Regions from separate parts of the Mus musculus genome. Here region 1 is linked to region 2. The links are chromatin contacts, called in public HiChIP or PLAC-seq maps. All regions are on one chromosome and are shown on one strand. Each heading gives the region's core, a stretch centred on a gene start, on an enhancer-like site or on the middle of the called end of the contact. The rest is flanking DNA. Distances are from core to core; before and after follow the strand shown.

Region 1 (5,709 bases), core at 3,192-5,691, 2.1 Mb before region 2:
CAAGACTGATTTCTTGCAATTCTTATTCATGTACAAGTGAGTGACTGGTAGTGTGCCACTTGTAAGCAGTGCCTACGGAGGCCAGAAGAGGGCACTGGATCCCCTAGGACTGGAATTACATATGGCTGGGACCTGCCATGTAGCCGCTGAGACCTAAGCCCAGGGTTCTCAGAAGAGCAGTCAGTCCACTTAACCACCAAGCTGCCTCTCCTGCCCCTGTAAGAATGCTTCCCTTGTATAATTTAAGTATTTACAAGACAACATCTAGCTGTGTAGCCCTAAATGACCTGATGATACTCACTACGTTAACAGGTTGCACTTGAACTTGCAGAGAGCTTCCTATATGCCTGACTTTAGAAGTACTGAAACAGGCTGGATGCCATTACAGGGATTCCAGCACCAGGTGAGTGGGACAGGGGACCAGGTGGCTTTTAAAGTCTCTTCTAATAATGGCAATTTCTTTTATTATTATTTTTTGAGAGGGTAGTTCAGGCTAGTTCCAAACTTGCCTTCTAGCCAAGAATGACCTTGAACTCCTGTACCTTGAGCCTTCATCGCCCAAGGGCTGGGACAGGTGTGTGACCTCAGCAGGCTGACCATCTGCAGCTCTATGAATATCATCACGGAAGAGTGTGTACATTGTGGCATAATTCCTACACTTTACGCAGCTTGCGAACTAAAGATTGCGAGAGAGGCAGAAAAAGTGTAGTTACACAAGCAGATAGTGTGTGTGTTCAGAGACGTCGGACTGTTGCTTTATCTGGACAAGATGTTTTCAACAGGTGCCCAGTGAGCAGGGAGGCACCCATCAAACACCTGTTCTAGAAATCACAAAAGAAAAATGTAATATCTTCTCCCACCCACCTCCATGTGAATTATCGTTGATTTTTATAAAGTTGATTTTCACCTCAGCGTGTACACGGCTTTAGGGCTGAAGAGGTGGCTCAGTGGTTGAGAGTACTGACTACTCTCCTGGAGGACTCAGGTTCAATCCCCGGCACCTGCATGGTGGCTCACAACCACTGTAATTCTAGTTCTAAGAGAAGCTCATGACCTCTTTTGGTATCTGAGGGCACCCAACACAAATGTTAAATATTTAAATACGTGAGGGCAAAACACCCAGAAAATAAAATAAAATACATAAAATGTGGATCCCCTAGGACTGGAGCTACATATAGCCTGCCACGTAGGTGCTAGGAACTGAACCCAGAGTTCTCAGAAGAGCAGTCAGGGCATTTAGCCACTGAGCTGTCTCTCTCGTTTTGCTTGTATATTTTAGGTTTCAGACATTTAAATGAGACAGTACATTCTTAAATAAACTAAAATAAAAAATGCCTAGGATTTCTTACATCAGATATTTCCCTGTCAGTACCCTCGGGAGTGGGAGAGGTTGGCTGGAAAGGTGGAAGGCCATATCTCCAATGCTGTTACTCAACATGGCCATTTACTATGGTACGATGCAGAGCAACAGAGACGTAATCTGTCATTTACCTTTCTGAATTGGGCTACCAGGGCCAAAGGCAGAAGCCACATGGTGAATGTAGCCTTTCCGTTAAGATAGCCTGGTCACGTGACACTGGGACACTCAGCGTGGAGAGATGTGAACATGGAGATAGGTACTTGAGTGTCTTCTCTACCTCTTAGCCCGGCCCCCTCTTGTCTGGTAAGAAAATCTCTACCTGTTAACATTACAGCATCCTCACGTAAATGGCGACCTTATCTGCCAGTTCATGATAGGATCCTGAGGAATCATTTAGATGTGGAATACAGATGATAATTTTGATTTTAGTATGAAGGTTTCTGGTGCTCCTCACTCAGCTCAGTAGGCCACGTCCTCTGCTGGGACTGCCATCTCTGTTTGTATTCCATGCCTAACTCAGAAGGCGTGAATTATCCTGCGGCTCTCCTCCTAGTGGCTGCCAGAATTCTCACCTAAACTATACTGCCTTCTTTCAAAACTCTAATAAAAATGTCCTTGAGCTTCCTTACCAGAAGACAAAGAGTTGAAAGAGGAAACAACCTCGTAAAGTATATTATATAAAAACTGGAAGGAAGTCACTTTGTGAAGCATTATACTCTGCCATTGTCTATTTACAGTTCTCAGCACAGTGTTGTCATAGGTCTGCAAAGGCTACAGTAAGCCAACAGTGCAGGGGAGGCTGAGGCCAGCCAGCCTGGACCAGCTACTGAGACAAGAAGAGTCTGCCACAAACACAACCAGGAGACACTGTGTCTGTGGGCTTTCATTCTTTTTTTTTTTTTACTACTTTGAGGCAGTCTCACTAAGTTGTCTAGGCTGGCCCTGAACTGCCCATCCACTGGATGGGAGTCCAGGCCTGCACCACTAGGGGGAATGCCCATGTGTTCTTGGAATGAACCATGTCATTTTCCGAGTTCTCAAGCTTTTCCCAGCCTCCTCCTTGAGGGAGGCACACAAGTGAATCAGGACTCTTTCTGGTCCAGAGGCTCAGGAATCTCCATCAGGTTTGCACCTTTCTTCTTAACATGGAGCAGCATGGAGAACTATAAAATTACCACAATTATTTTACCACAGATGCCAGGCAGCTTTATCTTGGTTTCTTTGAGGTGGGGTCTCTCTATGAAGCCGTGGAACTTGCTCTGTAAACCATGGTGGCCTTGAACTCACAGAGATCTGCCTGCCCCTGCATCTCAAGCACTAGTCAAAGGCATGGGCCACCACCACGCCAGGCCAGGCAGCTGGATCTGTGTCTGCACCCTGCCTGTGTGCCCTGTGCCGTTGGATCACGAGAGGGCTTCAGATCCGCTGGAACTAGTGTAACAGAGGTGGTTACAGTGGCGAGCCCTGGTCCTCTGGGAGAGTACCAAGTGTCCCTACCCTGAGCCAGCTCTCCAGCCTTGGGCGGCTTGATTTTACACGGGGAGCACTGTTTCAAATATGAACACCTCATCTCCTTCTACATGTGGAGACAGAAGCGTGGGTGACATTAATTAGAAAAGCCAGTAATAATTGTACATTGCAGTGGCTGATGCCTAAGATTTACAACTCCCAAGAGACAGGACCCCGCAATAGGACGCAGGCTGCTGCAAGGACTGAGTGAGTATAGTACACAGCGCACACATTACGGAAGTTGGCTTTTTAATAAATATTACTTTCCCTGGTATTCTTGTAAGCTCAGTATCGTATTGTGAAAGTAGTTCTGAACCCATGTACTGAAGCAGCAAAGGGATGTCGCTGGCAATCACATGACTAACACTGCTGAGTTTGTGCAATGGTCTCTTGCATCATCTGGATTCGGAGAGCGGCGAATAGCCACAGGTGGCTACTCCGCACGTGAGTGGCGTGCCCTTAGGATGAGGGTACGAGGGTATGCTGCGAGGGTAAAACGCACAACAGATACACTGTCTCATTTAAATATCTGATTTCTTTAAAGGTTGAAATAATATTTGGATAAGCTGGTTTAAGAGAAACGTAAAATTAATTTCACGTGGTCTCTTCACTGTCCAAATGTGGCTCCCAGGAAATCTAAAAGCGTCTGGGTGCCTAGAACATCTGTCCTGGACAGGCAATGCAAAACTCAGCTACTGTGGACTGGCTATACTTGGCAGTTTGTTTAAAATGCCATATATAGATATATATATATAATTTTTAAAAAGCAAATGCAGACCACCAGGCCCAAATCCAGAATCAGTATCTGCACCTCCTCACGACCCTGGGATAATTCTTTAGTATGGCTCAAGTATGGCCGGCTCAATGAAGCAGGCAATTCCTGACCCAAGGCCCCATTACTGCGAACACCCACCCTTGTTTGCTTTAGGAAACCGCTTACTGGAAATGCAAAGAGAAGGATAAGAAGGGTGACAAGGGAAGTAGTAATAGAGACAGCATCAGAAACAGTGATAGGGAGAAGCTGGGGGCGGGGAGGACTCAACCCAGGAGAAAGGCAGTTCTAGACCTTTGCCTCCATAAACGCGGAGGAAGAAGCAAAGATCAGTCTACAATCAAAACCTAGCCAGGGTCAGGAACTGTCCGTCAAATCTAGTATTACCCGCCCCTCGGCGGCCTCGGCCAAGCTAGGCCTGAGCCAGGGCATCTCTGAGGTCGGCGTGTGATGCGAAGTACCAGTCTCCCCAGGGTTAGACAGCTCCTTCAGGCGTTTCTCCATTTTTCGCCCAAAGTCCCATTTCAGAGACACACATCGTTCTTCCCTGGCTCACCTGGCTCGGAGCAACCTCAACCGCCAGCGCCTTCGCCGCCGCCACCTTCCCAGTCCTTCTGCAGAGAGCCCGCCTTCTTGGGTCCAAACAGTACTGCCATTGGTCAGACTGCCCGTCACTACCGCAGGATGACCGATCTGGGGGAGGCTGTGACGAACGCCATGGCAACTGAACCCGGAACTACATCTCCCAGCATGCTGCTTCCCGTAGAGAGACGAGTCGCCGCCCCAGGGACCACCAATAAATGGGAGAAGTTGGGCGTTGCCAAGATGGGTTCCGTTTTATGCAAATTAGAGTAAAAGGCCACACCCTTCCTCATTCCAACCGTAACCCCTACCATCTTTCTTCAGTCTTTGTGTCTTTCGCCTTTCGTGCCCACGCTCTTTCTGCAAAACCTTCAATTTAGTTGAATGTATCCTAGCTACTGTCGCGCATAGAAAAGAGCAAAGCGCCAAATCGTGAAACAAAATCTCCGCACGCATAGAGCAGAAACCTCTAGTTACGCCTTCAAGGGACGAGACAAGGATGGGAGGGGAAAAAAGTGTGTGTGTGTGGGGGGGTGCTATCCAAACTACTTCATTGGTGTATCTCGTTGTCACTCTGTACACCTCTATTTCCTTTGGCTCCTTTCTTCTTTTTTGCCCACCTAGTGGGCGGAGTCATAGGAGAGAGCGAAGGCGTGGTCTCCGCCGTCCGATTGGCAGGCGGTTATCCCCGCCCATCTATGGGTGGGGCGGAGGGCAGGCTGTGGGCGGAGGGGCGGCGGCGGAGGGAGATGAGGAGTTAGGCGGGAGTGAGGGAGCGAAGGAGCGAAGGAGGGCGAGAGGAGTGGAGCGGCGCGGGGAGGGCGCGCAGCTTGGTTGCTCCGTAGTACGGCGGCTCGCAAGGGAGCATCCCGAGCGGGCTCCGGGACGGCCGGGAGGCAGGCAGGCGGGCGGGCGGGGATGGTGTGCGCGGCTGCGGACTCGGCGTTCCTCCGCGCGGCGTGCGGGCTGCACTGATTTGTGTGAGGGGCGGCCGCGCGCACCCGCCCGGAGATGAGGTGAGGAGCTGACGCGGGCGGCCTGGCGCGCGGGCGGGGGTCGGCGATGGCCGCCCCGGGGTCGGGTCCAGCGGCCGGGCGCGCGTCCCTGCGGCCGCCGTCGCCGCTCCGCCCGGTCTTTCTCATCCTCCCCGGGGGCAGCGGGGCGGGCGGGCCGCGGCGGTGGCGGCCGCGGGACGGGTTCGGGCTGAATGGGCGTCCGCAGCCACGGCCGGCGCTCCCGTGGGGGGCATCGCGGCGGGCGGTCCTTCCACCGCTGACCCCTCTGCCCTCGGCCGCCGGAGGGTGGCGGGCCGACCCGGCCTCCCGGGGATCCCGAGCTCGCGGGAGCCGCATCGCGCCGCCCGCGGGTGCCCCCGGCCTCGAGTCCCCGGCTCATCCTTTTTCTCTAGCGCCTGCTTGGAATACCCTGTCAAGTGAAGGGCGGTCAATGCCGTTTGGGCCGAAGTGGTGCGGCCGGGGCTGGCTCT
Region 2 (6,385 bases), core at 1,566-4,065:
GCCTACATTATTTAATTTTGTTTCTTCTTATATTATTTAAAGGTGTATTTGTTATGCAATTAGCAAAACTACAGCAATTTATTTTAACGATATCTTTGTTTAAGATACAGTCTCTCTGTATAGCCCTGGCTGAACGCTCCCTCTCCCTGCCTACCAAGTGTTGGCGTTTCAGTCATGCACAACAGCACGCAGCACTGTTTATAAAGATCTTGACTGGCTCTACTGTGAGTCTAGAATAAGGCCATGCTTCATCCCATAAAAGAGAGTAAGTAGTAAGTGTTCTGGTGAGCTCAGCAGAGGCCACCGGTTCTGCAGACAGAGACAGGCTGAGGGGAACAAGACTAAAGGATAAATCTGCCCCCCAGGCTCTGCTTCTCGGGAGCGGAGGGCAGGCAGGCAGGCAGCAGCAGGATAGTCCATGTTGTCTTGCTTCTATGTGAGGATCAAGGCAGAAGGAGCTTCGCCACCCTGCCAGTGTACACGGAGTCAGCACGAGTGACTCGGCCGACTGTTGGTGTGGCCTGGCAGTCCACGAAACTTTGTAAAGTCTCAAGTCCAGCAGCTTAGTAACAGTGGTGTCCTGTAGTGTTTAGTTCATACCAGCATGAACCACAATCCAGGAGAACCAGAAAGCCGGCCTTTCCCATCAGTCCTGCAGACTTTACCCGTCGGCTGGTAGAGAGCAGAGCCACAATACCACGTGCTGAGAGAAGATCCTGGTCGTTGTAAGCATGCAGTACCCACAGGAGTCCAAAGCCAGCCAGGGTAGGAGACAGCTGCAGAGTGTGATGCTGATGTTTATATTGGAATATTTGTAGGTAGAGAACCTGTTACTAAAATCTGTCACCCCAGCTGCTTTTCGCCTCTCAGCGTGGCTCATTGAAAGTCTACTGGTGCCACGGTGACTCACGCGGTGGCCCGTGCCCTGTACCTGTCAGACAGTGGTATGCACCGGCTCTTTTCTTCTCCTTAATTAAGTCTTGCTTCTGCTGGCTCTCCAGGAAATCACTCAGAGAATCCTGGAAGCTGTAGGTACCATCGCTGGCTCCTCCTTGGAACAAACAAGCTGGCTCAGCAGAAATCTGGAGGTGAAAGCCCAACCTCAGGTCTCTCTGGAAGAGTCAGATGCCGAGGACGACGTGCACAGTAAGTGGAGGAGGGGTGGGAAGAAACGCCTGCTTCAGCCAAGGCTCTGAGGACGCTGTGGACAACCGTGCTTCTATTCCAGTGTGCTCTAATACACAAGTGTAACAGAGAAAACAGTGACCCAAGGGAGGTTGTTGGAGTTCAGAAAATCCTGTTTAAAAAAAAAAAAACCACCAGTAAGCACATACTAAACATTAACAGAGCAGCCCTTTCCCAGAACTTTCTCAAAACATGCCAGTTGACACAGTTGCCTGGCACGTGCTATAGATAGATTATACCTGGGTAAGCAGGAGAGCAGAGCAGAAGGTGATAACCTGATTTAGGGCACACTGACCAGGCTGGGTTCCATAGCCACGATAGGATATCCAACATCAATAAACACGTCCTATAAATGGGATGTAAATGTTTGTCACGGGAGGCACAGAATCCCCTCCAAGAACAATCCAGGGAACAAAGTGCCCCTTGAGGGAAAGGGCCCTCTGCCTTTTCTCCTGGAGCCTCCCCATCCCCAAAGCTTTGTTCACGCCATTCTTTTGACCATGTTCAGTATTCATTCAGTTGTCCTAGCTCACACAAAGGGAAGAAGGCTGCTAGGCAGTGGTGGCGCACACCTTTAAGCCCAGCACTCGGGAGGTAGAGGCAGGCAGATTTCTGAGTTCGAGGCCAGCCTGGTCTACAGGGTGAGTTCCAGGACAGCCAGGGTTACACAGAGAAACCCTGCCTCGAAAAACCAAAAAGAAAAAAAAGGGAAGAAGGCTGAGTCCCTGTGGGGAAGGGAGTGGTGTTAGTGTGCGCCTGTCTGTGATTACCCATCAGCACATCGCCGTTTTTCAGTCTCAGTTATCCTCGGAAGAGCATCAGGAGGCACTGGAAAGTGGACACACACTTCTCAGCCCGTGGACAAGCACACTGCCTTTTAGCCTGTTCCTGGGCCCAGGCGACTGCCCACCCCACCTCCCATGCTTGTAACTGACTGACTGCACCTGTTCCTGAGGTTTATTCTTCATGGTCCCCCTCCCACCTTCCACCTCACCCAACTCCAAGATCTATTTCTTTTCCCCTTCCCCTTTTCTTTAAAACCATCAGGCAAGCAAACAAGAAAACAGAATGACAAAAAGAAAAAGCACAAGAAACACACAAGCACACACACATACACAAAGACCAGAAAACCACAAAATTGCCAGAAAACATAATATACAAGAAAAGGATAGTAAGACAAACAAAAATGCCCAAAGAAAGCCTCCACCAAGACAGAGACCTACAAAAATACTACCGAGTACATTTTGTATTGACCACATGCTGCGGGGCCTGGGGAGACTCCACTGGAGAAAACAAACCTTCACATGGGAGTGTGGATCAGCTGGAAAGCCTGTGTTTGGGTGGGCAGGGAGGCTGTGTTCAGTTCCTCCTCGGTGCTGAGACCCCATCTTGCTTGGGCCTGTGCTGCCCGTCTCTGATGTGCGTGGTTCCTGTTGTCTCTGAAGATGTCGATGAAGACGCCACCATTTAGGATGGAGTGTTCCAGAGTCACTGCTCAGCTGTGGGTCCCCTGAGTAGTTCCCTTCTACCGCAAGAAGCAGCTTCCCTGAGGATGGCTAAGCAAGACACTGATCTGAGTCCCAACCCGTGTGGTCCTAGGGACCCAGCTAGACAGACTGATTCATTCTGGCAATCTCCAGAATGAACCTAGATGGCAGGGCAGAGTGGTGTAGGGGTGTGTTGGGGTGTGGGAAGAATTCCCAGCAGTCAGCCAGGCATGCACACACTTTTGTTTCAAAGGAGTGGAGCCATATAGCATGCCCTGCCACCCAAACAGGAATTCTCTTCCCGGAATGAGGAGGGACAGGGAGCTGGGCGGTGCCCAGGGGCAGCCTCACGTGGTTCTTCAGAAGTCGATGCCTGCTTTGTTTTGGAGACTAGTATTCTCCCTGGGACCTGAGCTTGCTGATTGGCCTGGTTGGCTGGCCACTGAGCTTCTGAGATGCTCTATCTCTCTCCCCAGAACTGAGGGTCACATGACCCACACCTACTCCTCTCCCCCCCCAGCACTGAGAGTCACATGACCCACACCTACCTCTCCCCCCCCAGCACTGAGGGTCATGTGACCCACACTTACCTCTCCCCCCAGCACTGAGGGTCACATGACCCACACCTACCTCTCCCCCCCCCCAGCACTGAGGGTCACATGACCCACACCTACTCCTCTCTCCCCCCCCCAGCACTGAGGGTCACATGACCCACACCTACCTCTCCCCCCCCAGCACTGAGGGTCACATGACCCACACCTACCTCTCCCCCCCCAGCACTGAGGGTCACATGACCCACATCTACCTCTCTCTCCCCAGCCCTGAGGGTCACGTGACCCGGCCTCCCAGCCCATCTTTTTTTATGATGCTTGGGTCAAGCTTGGACCTCACAATTGCACAACAAGCACTTTCTCTCCCAGACCCTTCATTTGCTACTTTAAGCCAATAATTATGCTCTCCCTGATGGTGGTGGTGGTGGTGGGGAACACCCCGCCACCACGACACCCGTGCACTCCAGCTGCTTTGCTGTGGCTCGCTCTTTGGGTGCTGATTAAACTGGGTGCCCACTGCAGATGTGGCGACTGTTGCGCTAAGTGTTGTTGTCTGTCTGTTGCTCAGTAATTAAACCCAACCTGAGGACAGTCCTGTGGTAAGGCAGCACCTGGCTCCTTTCAGTTCCTGGCAGGCATAGACTCGGGAAGCTGGCCGTAGTTTTCGAGCTTCTCAGGAAGCCTGGGTTAGCAAACGTCATAGCAGCACTCAGCAGTAATAAATGGCCGTGATGGCTGGAGAAAGAGTGGGCATTTCCCTCCATTGATGTGCGTGTGTTGTGCATGTGCAGGTTCTTAAGGGCAACCTTGTGTTTGGACTCCGGTGCCATTCAGCCGAGGAGGCTTAGGCTGAGACGCCTGTATTAGAAATCCAGAGTCTTTTGTGGTTGGTTGGTTGGTTTGTTTTGTGTTGTGGGTGTTTTGTCTGTATGTGTCTATGTACCACGTGTATGTCAAGTGCCCATAGAAGCCAGAGGTGGTATTGGATCTCCTAGAACTGTAGTCACGGCTGGTTGTGAGCTGCCATGTGGGTACTAGGAATTGAACCTGGGTACTCTGGAGAGCCACCAGTGCTAACCACAGAGCCATCTCTTCAGCCCCAATTCATAGTCCAGGAGTACTGGTCGTGTTTTCTCTGCCAGTTCAAGAATTAGAAGGCGGGAAAATGTGAAGCGCAGCAGGTTACAGCAGACAGCTCTTAATAAGCACTGGAGCTAGGGCCAGCAGCCGCAAGACCAGCAGCCGCAGGAGCAGCAGTCGAAGGAAGGTGTTTGCTGGGGCTGAGTGGGGGTGGGGAGCCATGCCCGCAGCAGACACACAGGGAGAGGAGGGACTCAAAAGCCAGTCTCATCTCTGGGGCTGGGGCTTCTAAAGCTCTGAAGAGTTGCCCTCCCCTACTGAGGGTTGGTCAGTGTGAAGACAGACAGGGTGGCTGATTGGTCCACAACTGCTGACTGCTGTGTGATCTAGCCTTGATCCTGCTGGTGGGAAACAAACGCTACCAGACTTGTGTTTTAATCAGGGGGTTGAGGAAGAAGCTGGCCCTCTTGAGGGCCTCGTTATGACCTACCCATGGGCCCTCTGGCTAGCGCCTAGTCTCTCCTTGATGAAACTGCTCAGAAACAAGATGGAGGACAGAGACTGAAGATGAGCGGGCTGGGTATATAGCATGGCACGTAGGATCCCACGCTACCCCAGTAGTCAGGGCAGCCATGCAGTAAGGCTCCAACTTCAGAAAGCATCGCTCTAACTGTCATGAGTAAGGGCACTTTGCACAAGAGCAGAAGCCGGAAGTCCTGTCAAAGGATTGCAGAGTGGTTCACACAAGAAACAATACTCTTGGCTGTGGTCTGAAAATGCAGCCAAGGAAGGTTGGGATTTTTGGCTCAACAGTTTACTGACTTGGAGCAGAATGGAGGAGCAGAGCCAGCACGCACATGGTGAATCTGGGGTGTCAGGAAGAGAGGAATAGCCGTCAAGGACGGGAACCAAGTCACCAGCTGAGAGGACAACCAGCACAGCACAGGAGGAGTCTGGGGTGGAATTTCCAAAGGCTAGGTTGGTGAGAGTCTGGAAGCCCATCTGCCAGGCTCAGGATGAGAGGGAGCGTTAGATGGGTCGACAGTGGAGAGAGGTGAGGGCTGGTGCTCAGAACTCCTCAACGCTCTGGTCCCCTGATCTGGAGCAGTCAGCTGGAAGGCCACTGGGATGCTGCCAGCTCATCGCTGGCTTCTCTTTTGCTTCCAGCTTCTTTCCTGTTCTCTCATTTTGTGTTGGGCCTGGGGGAGGGTTGTTGCTTTTAAGCAGAGTCTCATGATCCAGCACTGATCATGATCCAGCACACTTCTCCTTGGAGTCATGTACACAGGCGCGAGTCCAGATGTGAACTCTCTGCTTCACACTCCTGTGTTTTCTGTCTTGTGTGAGTCTAAACATGTGTCTGCCAGAAGCCTGACTTGTGACTCCGTCCCTGTGTCTGTCTGACTGCTGTGTGTCTGTTTAGCAAAGGACTTTGATCTATATTTATTGAACAGCACATAAAGAATCACATGGGAAAGGAATGGGAGAAATCTTTAACCAGTTTTACAGGGATTAAGTCACCAGCCGCAACCAACCCTAAGTGACCCAGATAACCAGCACTGTTGCTCGTCAGCTGATACCCACAAGTGGGTATGCATTCTAAAAGATTGCTTTCAACTTCTGCATCTGCTGCTTTCAGTAAATTGGTGTTGGAATTTCACTGGCCACGTACGTGCGTGGTCATTGCAGAGAGGACAAACCATAAACAGACCTAAGCTTGCTGGACTTAGCCAGATTTCCCCTTCCTGGGTGGGGTCTTCTGAGGGAGAGAGGAGCAGGCAAGAGGACATTTGCCAGATGGATGAGAGGCAGGATGCTGTGTGGAGATGGAGAAGGGTGTCCTGCAGGAGCTCAGCATGAAGGCTTGTCAGTGCTGCAGCAAGGATGTAGACCGGGAGCAGAGCAGAAGAGTGTGGGAAGACGGACTCTGAGCTCAGACCAAAATGCCAGCTGCTCACCCGAAAGGACCTGGAGGCAGTGAGCTGGCGCTGGTGTGTTTGATCCAAATACCCACATTCTTTGTCCTAGTTAGGTTTCATGACTTAGCAAAGCGAGAGTCATCTGGGAAATGTCTCCGTCAGA

The links. HiChIP or PLAC-seq counts read pairs in DNA pulled down with a chosen protein or histone mark.
Region 1: an H3K27ac HiChIP or PLAC-seq map of embryonic stem cells shows a contact between it and region 2, with 4 times the contacts expected there. The contact joins the promoter of Cryzl1 here to the promoter of 2310043M15Rik in region 2. A contact is called at or near these places in 1 of 39 promoter capture datasets (hippocampal neurons) and 1 of 115 datasets of contacts at active chromatin or transcription factors (embryonic stem cells).

Annotation. Positions count from the first base shown.
Region 1 is chr16:91,724,361-91,730,069 of GRCm38.p6, forward strand. Cryzl1 (crystallin, zeta (quinone reductase)-like 1) reads right to left here and starts at 4,442. Exons shown (of 13, transcript NM_133679.2): 1 at 4,198-4,442. Itsn1 (intersectin 1 (SH3 domain protein 1A)) reads left to right here and starts at 5,011. Exons shown (of 39, transcript NM_010587.2): 1 at 5,011-5,239. Gm46543 (a long non-coding RNA gene) reads left to right here. Exons shown (of 3, transcript XR_001781880.2): 1 at 1-218; 2 at 313-403; 3 at 4,159-4,221.
Region 2 is chr16:93,792,086-93,798,470 of GRCm38.p6, forward strand. It overlaps 2310043M15Rik (RIKEN cDNA 2310043M15 gene), which reads right to left and starts at 2,816. Exons shown (of 2, transcript NR_151466.1): 1 at 2,484-2,816; 2 at 51-1,297. It overlaps Dop1b (DOP1 leucine zipper like protein B), which reads left to right. Exons shown (of 37, transcript NM_027293.1): 27 at 1,002-1,146.